3 separate regions of the Mus musculus genome follow, and all the other regions are linked to region 2. A link is a contact called in public HiChIP or PLAC-seq and promoter capture Hi-C data. All regions are on one chromosome and are shown on one strand. Each heading gives the region's core, a stretch centred on a gene start, on an enhancer-like site or on the middle of the called end of the contact. The rest is flanking DNA. Distances are from core to core; before and after follow the strand shown.

Region 1 (3,294 bases), core at 396-2,895, 1.2 Mb before region 2:
TTCCTGGGGCTGGCAACCACTTATGGGGTTATGAGGGTGCGCATTAATCGACTTCCTAGACACCTCTCCACTGGGGGAGAGCCTGCAGACAAGGAAAGGAGTGTGTGAGTGCTGACAAGAAATTCCTGAGATTGGTAGGTGGTTTGAATCTCATTTTAAATACCAGGAAAGCCACATTCATCATCTCGGAGAGCAGATCTGAATGAGAACTTCAAGACGGACATTCTCTGTCAATACTTAACGGAGTTATACTTTACCAGTACAGACACTCATTTTTCCCTTGCTAAAGGGCCGTGAGAGAGAACACATGACACCGGATCCTTTTAAATTAATGGGGTTTTGACATCTTTGGGGCCCATTTTATAAAGAAATCCATTTTTTTTTCTGACTTCTCATCATTCACATTTTGTCAGGCACACTTTTAAGCATCTCAGTGATGTCAGAAAGAAGTCCTGCTTGCTTACAAATAGATTTCAGTGGTTTAGAGCCTGAATCATGTCCTGTTGCTAGAAACGTAGGCAAGCTTTGCTCTCCGTTCATTGGGAGACTTTTCTGATTAGGACGGTGTCCAAGTAACATATGCTCTTCTCCCATGGAGGCCATCACAGTTTGCAGTTCCCACTGAAAGGAGAAGGTCTTAGCAGAGGGCTAGTCTAGACACAGGCATGAGTTATAGTCAAACAGGTGTTTACATAGATCCAGCTCTGTATACACGTCTGATTGTGCTTGATTCGCTTCTTCCTAACACCAATCAGCAAGGAAAGAGATTTAAATACAGATAGGAATTTTATAAGGTTCAGGTCAACCTTAGCAAGGAAACATTTTAGAGAATAGATGCTGTAAGCTTTGCAAAGGAAAAGGCGCTTGAGCACACACGTAATGTGTTTAAAGGACTCTGCGTCCCTGGACTCTGTCTCTCAGACTCTGGGACTGCACTGTGGTGTATGAGACACACATGAGCAGCTACAGAAAGAGAGAGGCCCCGTGCCCCTCCCTTGCTTTGTAGGTACTGCTGAGTCCACCCACGTGCCACCGTAGCAAGCAGCCTCAGGACTGGAAGGCAAGACAGAAGGCAATGCCTGGGTGCTAGACAGCGAGCTGAGAGCATGCAGCTGGACAGCAGGTGTGAACTGACAGCCACCTAGAGGGTTTCAATTCGGACAGCTGAGGTTCTGATGACAGAACTCCGGTTTTGGGTTTTTTGGTGTTTTTTGTTTGTTTGTTTGTTTGTTTTTGGTTTTTTGGTTTTTGGGTTTTTTTTTTTTTTCCTAAGGAAAGCTGCTGGTGACGTTTGTAATGACTCTATTTAAGGACAGGAAGTTTGGGCAGGTTTGATGACAGATAAGAGCCAATGCTCAGAGTCAGAACTTAGGGAACTGGCGACAGCCATTTCCACAATTGTCCCTGGGGACTCCCCGGTGACCTGTGCGACCTCTCCTGGGCCCTGCCCTGCCTAAGGGGACTCAAGCATTTTCTTTGCAAGGAAGTTAGACTTTATCTAAGGGAGACTTATTTTGAAGAATTTTCCTTGGTTGTCCTTTGAAATGTCATTTCCTGCTTCTGCAAACGAGGAAGTGGGTGGAAGGAGGTTAGAGTCTCATCCACTTAGAGCCTAATTTACTGTGGCTTCCTGCTGTCAGCACTCACCACCAGGTTACCCATTCCTTCCTCCACCCAACACGGCTAGCATCTGTAAACCAAGAGAGGTAGCTGGCAATGAATCCGTGAGAAACAGGGAGGGGGTATGTGGAGAATACCACTCCCTTCAAGTCCACTCCCTCCGAGTCATGACATGTGTACAAGAAAGGTCTTATCCCATGATTTCCATCCTTTCTGTCAGGATCAGAAATGGAAAGGAAAGCATGGGACCCTTTGTTAACAATTATTAAGAACCCCAGGACAGCAGCTCCACATTAGTAATCCAGGCCCAGTGCCCCCTCAGTGGTACAGGTTACAGGTCTCACATCCTAGAAGCCAGGCCTGACTTGATCTTTTCTTTGATTTACTCTAAAACCAGTGCTGACCTAGTCTTTATGAGTATTACTGCAACATCTGTCAGATATTAAATTAGGATGTGTCTTCCTGTCTTCTGATTTCTCTCAATCCCTAAATGTGTCGTTTCCACCCTCCTTTCTATTTTCTTCTGCTTCATTTTCTCTTTTTCTGGGTGTACGTGGCACAGTCATGTGTACACATGAGTGCATACATGCTTTCTTGCATGTATGCATTCAGAGACCAGAGATCAAGGTCAGATGTTCTCCTCTGTCATTTTCTACTTTATTATTTTAGATTGAGTGTCCCCCTGAACCTGGAGTTCACTATTTGTCTAGACTGGCTGTCCAGAGATCTCACAGGATCCTTCTGGCTCCATCTACCAGAGCTGGAGCTACACCCAGTTTTCTATGAAGGTTACAGAGATTCGAACTCAGGTCTTTGTGCTTATACAGCAAGTACCTTCCCCACAGAGCTGATTCCCAGAGAGTACTTTACAGACTAATTTCTGCCATTTTTCCCCTTCAACTCATCACCATGGCATCTGTTTCCCTCAAAATTCTGGGACAGTACTGAGCTCAAAGATGCTTGATGGGAAAGTATGGCTGATTACAAGCGAAGAGCCAAAGTCATTGTCATCTGTTTTGCGTGGTGGGATCAGAGGCAGATGAGAGCATGGTAGAAGTGCATGTGTGGCAAGGAGACATGAGTGGGTACCTGACTTCTTTCTCAAATGAGCAGCGCAGTGCGCAGGTTCAGCTAGAAAAACAACGAGAAGAGAGGTAGGCTATCCTTTTTCCAACTGGCATAGAAATTCCTGGTATCAATGAGTACAAGTGGCTTTACTAAACTGACTCAGAGAACATTAAGTAGTAAGTTACTGCCATTTGTAGAGAATCTCAGTTAGGTTGTTCACAGGCATCGGTAGTGGATTCCTCTAGTCTTAATCAAGATGTTCACTGTCACCGGTCGTAGATTCCTCTGGTCTTAGTCAAGGTTACCATTGATGAGATAAAGTGTCATGGCCAACAGCAAGTTGGGGAGGTAAGTATTTATTTGGCTTACAGTTCCTCATCATGGCCTATCAGCTTTGGGTGTTACTGGATATCAGTCGAGGATTCCACCTTTCCCCCTGGCACTCCATCCTTGCAAAGCACTTAGAAGTCTTTAGTTCTTTCGTTCATTGCTCTTTCCATATCAGATCAACAACACAAGACATGGCCACTATCTTAGTTGGAGGTGTGATGGACAGTTTCAGAGAACATTAGCATCCTATCACAGTTATTTGCAGCCTTTGTGTGC
Region 2 (3,163 bases), core at 307-2,806:
CACATCCTCCTGACTTGTCGTTCCCCCGACAAATTGTCTTTTGCACCCGATCATTTAGGGTTGGGAGTTATTATTTTAAAAAGCAGGATGTGGTTTGGAGGGGGGACGTGCTTACACGTTTAAGTATCCAGACCTGCCTGAGGGCGCTGGTATTTCTAGTTCAAAAGCTGCCTCTGGCTACCCTGGAAAAGACAAAAGTAATGCCCAGAAACAGGAAACCCTCCAGCGGCGGCGCCTTGCGATGCGTGAGGACACCTCTTTTTACACCAAGGTCCAGAGAGGCTTTGAAGATGCTTCCAGCTTGCAGAAGGCGGAGGCGCCCACGTGTGGCCTGGCTTTCGCAGACTCTCTCGGTGAAGGCTCCGGAGAGGTCCTCCAAAGGCTGTGTCAGCAGGGTGCCTGATGAAGATGAGCCTTCCTTTGGAGTCCCTTGGCCCTGAAGACGGAGTTTCTAGGCCCTAGCAGTCTGCAGTGGAGATAGTTTGAATCTGAAGCAAGAAAAATGACTCTATAAACATCCCCTAAAACTCGACTTCAACCTGAAATCCGACATGCAAATCTCCACCGGGTTAAACAAACAGCGGTGCAAGCTGCAGCTTCGGCGGGGGTGGCGGTGGGGGGGCGGACGCCGCTCGCGCCGGTCTCCGTTTCCAAAGTTGTTACAATGTGAAAATAAGCGGCTTCGTGCAGAGTGTTGTATGGGCTGATGCTTCCCACCCCCACGCCAGCCCCCAGAAAAACCTGGCAGATAATCAGCACGTCCCACTGTTTAGTCATATTTGACAACTGGGTTAACCTGGTATCTAGGCGCTGGCGAAGCCATACAAAGGGTGCCCTCAATTACCACCAGGAGCTTCTGGTGTGATAGGCACTTGTATTACCCCCTGGGTCAGAGGCCAGAGCGACAATTAGGAAGTCACTTAGACCGCTGGAGGGAAATGGCGGGATGCAGCAGGCTCTGGGCTCTCCTAACAAGTCTGTGGGTGTAGACCTGCCTGGAGAGGCCCAGCTGTCCTTTGCGCCCTCTGCTCAATAGGACTCTGAGTATAAAAAGAGTACGGTGGGAGCAGGAATCTGGGAAAACGACCACGACAAGGATAAATCCATCGCAAGAGTGATGGCTACAAGTTCAAGTTCTTCGCAGCAACAACGTGTACACACAAAGTGAACGCAGACCATTTCTGCTTGTGCCCTAGGCCGGGGTGTCCCTCTCCTGCTTCTTTCCCACAAGTGGAGAGTGAAGACTGTCAGCCCTACGTAGCAAGGTGGCCAGGGTGGTGGGAGTGGTGGGGGCCTGCGGCTTGGTCTCAACAGTACTTAAACCTGGCTTGGTACGTGAGTGTGTGTAAATTTTTAATTGCACTGTAATTTCTTCTGTCCCTAGCCCGCCCCCCTCCCACCCACGCCCGCAGACTTGACTGGCACGCGCCAGGAGCCCGGGCTCGGGCCCCTCGGAGCGTCTGATTGGCTGCGGGGCAGCTCCCGTCTGCTCTGCCTGCGCCCTCATTGGGCGAGAGGCGCAGCCAGCGGCACTTCAAAGCGGGTGCTCCTCGCACTTAGGCTGAGTTTTGCCGGCGGGAGCCCAGAGTCCGCTCGGCGCGAGCGCGGGACGCGGGAGCCGCGCGGGACCTGAATCGTGATTCCCAGCAGCCGCCAGGCTTAACACCGCTCCGGGCCTCGCCGCGCAGCCCAAAACCTGCTATGGCCACGTCTATACTTGGGGTAAGTGAAAAAGACTCGCTGCAAAGGCTTTGCTCATTTTTGTTTGTTTTGTTTTTGTGTTGTTGGTGGTGGTTTTTTGTTTTTGTTTTGTTTTCTTATGGCTTCTCTGGGCCAGAATCTCTCAAGAAACTGTTGCTATACCACAGCTCTGGTTTCCTTTTAGCATTTTCTACATTTCTGGAACCGATCTTTTCAAGTTATTGGAACCTGGGACCTTTTGCCTTTGCAAGAAAAGAATGTCTTAAGCAAGTTCCCTTTTAACTGGTTTTTGAGGCAAAGCCGAATGTTTCTTTTCTTCCCTTCTTGATTTTAACATCACTCCCCCACTCCCAACCCCACCCCCCGCCACTTGGTTTGGGGGTTGTTGCATTACATTACAGTGTTTTCTGGAAAGTCTTGTTTTGCAGGCCACGAAGTTACATTAATAAACACTTACATTAGCGTGGCTCCCCAGTTTGCCCTTGACTTTGAAAGCCGCTTATACTTGGATTCTTTTTGTAATCGTGTGCGTTGTGTAAATATCAAAACTACGTTTCTGAACTATAAAAGAAAATAGCCAAGTCGTAGCCACTCATTCGAGGAATGTTCTAAGAGTTTCTTCCAGCACTGGGTGGCTGTTTTGGCCACCACCCCCCGCCCTCACCCGTTATTTCTTGTGTGTGTTTACCTTCGTGCTACACCCGGAAGGGCGACTTGGGAGCTTCTGGGAGATGAGCGGGCTTATGGCGTCAACCCAAGTCTGATTCTAGACAAGGGTGGCAGCGAACGAAGTGGCGAAAACCGAGGCATTTCTGATCTATAGTCTCACTGAGGAACAACTTTCCTACTCGCTCGTGGTCGCCTCTGTCCTGCGCGGGGCGCGGCGCGTCCCCCGCCAGCGTGCGGGGAGGAGGCGCGAGCCGGGGTGCCAGGGCCCTCCGGGATCTGCGCGGGGGGAACGAGGCTGCTCACCGGTGCACTTTGTGTCTTCCCCCACTTCTCCCTGCCCTCCTCCTCCTCCTCCTCGCTCCCTCCTTCACCCCACCCACTCTAGGAAGAGCCACGCTTCGGAACGACCCCGTTGGCCATGCTGGCGGCGACCTGCAACAAGATCGGCAACACGAGCCCCCTGACGACCCTGCCCGAGTCCAGCGCCTTCGCCAAAGGCGGCTTCCACCCCTGGAAGCGCTCCTCGTCCAGCTGCAACCTCGGCTCCAGTCTCTCCGGCTTCGCTGTGGCCACGGGCGGCCGCGGCTCGGGCAGCCTGGCGGGTGGCTCGGGAGCCGCCAACAGCGCCTTCTGCCTGGCCTCCACGTCCCCCACGTCGTCCGCCTTCAGCAGCGACTATGGCGGCCTTTTCTCCAACTCGGCGGCGGCGGCGGCCGCGGCGGCCGGCGTGTCCCCGCAGGAGGCGGGCGGCCAGTCGGCCTTCATCTCCAAGGTGCACACGACGGCGGCCGAC
Region 3 (3,273 bases), core at 197-2,696, 1.2 Mb before region 2:
AGCTGGCGTCGTTGTAGAAAGCTAAGAACCAGTCCTATTTGTGTGAATCAAAAGTCACGACACTTCCCCTTTAACATGCATGCCACTTTTTATCCACATGAGCTTCCTTCTGTTGAGTTGGTGGTTTCATTTTTAGTGAAGAAATCAAGTTTAATTAAAACTTACTTGCCATTTAAGATGATAATTTGTTTGATTTAGCATTCTTAATTACCTTGGGTAAATTGCCCACATAATTCATTTGTTTTTAAAGTATTACTACGCCATTTGCATATTTTGAACGACACCACTTTGATGAAACGCTGGGGTGGAGTCAGGGCAGATGGTAAGGGGTCCGCCCTGGTCTGTTTGTTCAGCTGGAAGATCTTCATCATTCCGCTTACTGAGTTCTTGTAGATCAAAGTTAAAATCATTAGTTATGATGTGTCTGGGGGAAAGGGTGGCCACGTAGTCCCTGTGAGCAGCATTTGGGTCCGGCCAGAATGGATCCCCTAGAAACTCTGAAGATTTTATAGTCACAAGGTCTCTTCAGTGCTCAAGATGTCAGCCTACACACTCGAGGCTGTGTGGCTGTTCACGTCTAACGCATCAGGGGAACGTACAAATAGCTGGAAAACTTGCCTGAATTAGTGAAAAAAAAAGTGATTTTGACAGATGGTAGCCATTTTATTATTCTGAGTGTAGGGTGCCCATTAGCCAGTCCCAACAAACAACCATCTATGAGGGAGGACTTTAGGCACTCTTATGCAGAAGCGGATAAGACTGACTCTATATTTTATATCTACTATTTTAGGCTTTATTTATGAATTCTAGCTCATGTCCTGAGGGATGCTAGTTTGAGTATTCTCCAGGCACGCCCCTTTCCTTAGCAGAGGGGAGTGAGAGGTGTACTCAGGCTCTAGAAAACTGCTGGTTGGCACGGCATAGGCTCTGATTTACTGATGTCTAAGCAATTCAGCATCTTATCATTGGTTTCCCTTAAACTCTAGAAGCTGGTTCATAGCTTCTGACTATGAATAGTGATGATGAGGATGATGAGGATGAAGGTGATGAGGATGACAGAAATCATCACACCAGGTTAGACAGCTCCAGCATTTCTTCTGCCTGCAGTGAAACTGGGGAAAACACCCCAAGAAGCCCACATTAGTATTAGTTACACTCCCGAGTTGGCTCTGTGTCATGTGTCAGAAAGATGGGTCTCATACGCTCTGTCTTTTAGTCTAAGGGACCAATCATGGAAAAGTGTACATGCATTTTCCAGAACAGAGTAATGAGGTGAAGGAATGGCAGGGTTGCTTTTTGAGGACAACCTCTGGACCTATGCTTATGGCAGGAAACTGCTCCCCCCCCCCCAGCTCCTTGTTAAGTCTGCCACCTAAAGCAGCCTGTGTTCAAGAAGGTACTCTTCTTGATGAGAGTGCCTTCTTCTGTGCAGGGCGTGTCCTCTGGTCCCTTGTCAGTCCTCTCCTAAGGTTCAGAAGACCTGATTGGCTCACAGATGTAACTCTGGGCAAGTTGCTTGGTTCTCTGAATTTCCGTTTTGTTGCCTGCAAAGTGGTTGGCAGATGGATTCCATGTATTGAAAGTCTTTCTAACTACAGCTTTGTGGTCTAGATGGCATAGATCTATACGGCTTGTGGTCTGTATAGTTTTACAGGGTCTCTAAACATCCGTGGGGGTGGGAAGACCAGTTACTGGAGTCATATGCCGTCAGAAGGCATAGATTCTGGCTAACCAGACAGTCTTACTGGGAGTCAACCCTCAACTCCCCAGTGCTCTTAGTTCTGTGAGTCAGTAGAACATCAGTAGAATGAGCTTGTGACCTGCCCTGCCCTGTGTACTCACCCCATTGCTGTACTTGGTTCAAGGGAAGCTGGGAAGGATTTTAGCACTAAAAGCACCAGGGTTGTGATCTTGATGTTTAAAGCAAAACATAGAGGAGAGAACAAGAATCCTTTAATCTTAGTGGGCTCAAAGGAGAAAAAGACTAAACACGGTGGCTTTTAAATGTTGGTAGCATTTTACATTACCAAGAGGCTTCTCAATTTTATTTTTAGTTCTAAAGTAAAAGCATTCATAAATATTGAAAGTTCAAACAATATGCCGAAGCTACATTATAAAAATGTTCTCCCCACTCCCACCACTCCCAGCTGTCCACCACTGATGCTTGTATTTGTACATTCCCAGAAAGGTCTCTATGTAGATGTCAATACAGGTTTTCCAAAAGGGCATTAAGATGGAATACTACTGCTTGTGTTCTCCTTAACTTCCTTCATGGCTGTTCTGCACTATTCTGTGTAAACCACAGGAAGGTATATGCTCGATAGAACAACCCCAGGAAGCTTGTGTGGCCATATAGACAGGATGCATAAAAGCAGTAGAGCTGTTACAGCCTCACTTTGGAACACATGTCACTTTTCTGACTTTGGGACGTCTCTGAGCACTAATGGGTCTGTAAACATCACAGTGTTAACTTTGTCATAGCTGGGCCCCAGAGCAAAGATAACCTCATGTTTTAAGATAGCCTTTGCTAAGTGCTTTGGTAAATGAATGTATATTGTCAGTAGGCTAATACGTATATTTCTCATACTGCGTACTTATATGTATTTTTAGCATAATGATCACTGTGCGTCCGGCATAGTCTGGAGGCATGATTCAGTTCAAAGTCATATAACCCATTATAACAGATATAGAAAATAAATATTGTCCCATGAGATAACATGACTTGTCCATTTGAACAGTCAATAGCATCTGCATATAATGGGACTCTCACTTCTCTGACTTCATGCCTTTTATTTAATTTTTCCTGCATTATTACACTGGTTAAGGTAACTACATTAGGGGCCCACATTCTTTTCCTGTCATCGATTTTAGAGGAACTTTAGCACTTCACCATTAAATATGATTTCAAGTATAGACTAAGGATATCTTCTATGTCTTATTTGCTGAGAGATTTTTTTTTCATGAAGTCACTAAGATTACAAAATACTTTTATTTTGCAATTTTATTTTTTATTATTTATCACATTTTATTATTATTGATGACGTGTTGTAGTCTTACATTTTTAAAGTAAACTTAATATTTGTGCAAAATACTGATTTTCCTTGTTATACATAGCCACCTTAGACTTGCTAATATTTGTTAAGGAGAGTTAGGCCTGTGTTAATTGACACTGATCTCCAAGTCTCTTTTCATAAAGTATTTTTTTCAAATTTTGGTGTTGGGTTTACCATAGCCTCAACATAGGTCAAGGGAATTCCATCTTGCTACTTTTTC

The links. Promoter capture Hi-C pulls out the DNA fragments that hold promoters and counts their contacts. HiChIP or PLAC-seq counts read pairs in DNA pulled down with a chosen protein or histone mark.
Region 1: a promoter capture Hi-C map of liver shows a contact between it and region 2, with 2.3 times the contacts expected there. The contact joins the enhancer-like site here to the promoter of Sp9 in region 2. A contact is called at or near these places in 3 of 39 promoter capture datasets (embryonic stem cells, frontonasal cranial neural crest and liver), 6 of 115 datasets of contacts at active chromatin or transcription factors (embryonic forebrain, embryonic hindbrain, embryonic stem cells and 3 more) and 1 of 9 other capture datasets (embryonic trunk).
Region 3: a contact with region 2 is called in an H3K27ac HiChIP or PLAC-seq map of T-cell acute lymphoblastic leukemia, with 11 times the contacts expected there. The contact joins the enhancer-like site here to the promoter of Sp9 in region 2. A contact is called at or near these places in 5 of 39 promoter capture datasets (the 3T3-L1 cell line, embryonic stem cells, liver and 2 more), 1 of 15 datasets of contacts at CTCF or cohesin (embryonic stem cells), 2 of 484 Hi-C or Micro-C datasets (embryonic stem cells and pro-B cells), 4 of 115 datasets of contacts at active chromatin or transcription factors (T-cell acute lymphoblastic leukemia, embryonic forebrain, forebrain and 1 more) and 1 of 9 other capture datasets (liver).

The regions. Positions count from the first base shown.
Region 1 is chr2:72,116,301-72,119,594 of GRCm38.p6, forward strand. All of the region lies in intron 4 of Rapgef4 (Rap guanine nucleotide exchange factor (GEF) 4), which reads left to right. Among named protein-coding and RNA genes, the nearest start is that of Gm29940, 63 kb to the left of the region's middle. Within about 2 kb of position 1,646, at least 82 of the 459 cell types and tissues checked have an H3K27ac peak or open chromatin away from gene starts, as enhancers often do. A contact at or near this core is called in forebrain and liver, where this site is marked.
Region 2 is chr2:73,270,370-73,273,532 of GRCm38.p6, forward strand. It overlaps Sp9 (trans-acting transcription factor 9), which reads left to right and starts at 1,557. Exons shown (of 2, transcript NM_001005343.2): 1 at 1,557-1,722; 2 at 2,756-3,163. The coding sequence starts at 1,702.
Region 3 is chr2:72,081,540-72,084,812 of GRCm38.p6, forward strand. All of the region lies in intron 4 of Rapgef4 (Rap guanine nucleotide exchange factor (GEF) 4), which reads left to right. Among named protein-coding and RNA genes, the nearest start is that of Gm29940, 28 kb to the left of the region's middle. Within about 2 kb of position 1,447, at least 22 of the 459 cell types and tissues checked have an H3K27ac peak or open chromatin away from gene starts, as enhancers often do. A contact at or near this core is called in T-cell acute lymphoblastic leukemia, where this site is marked.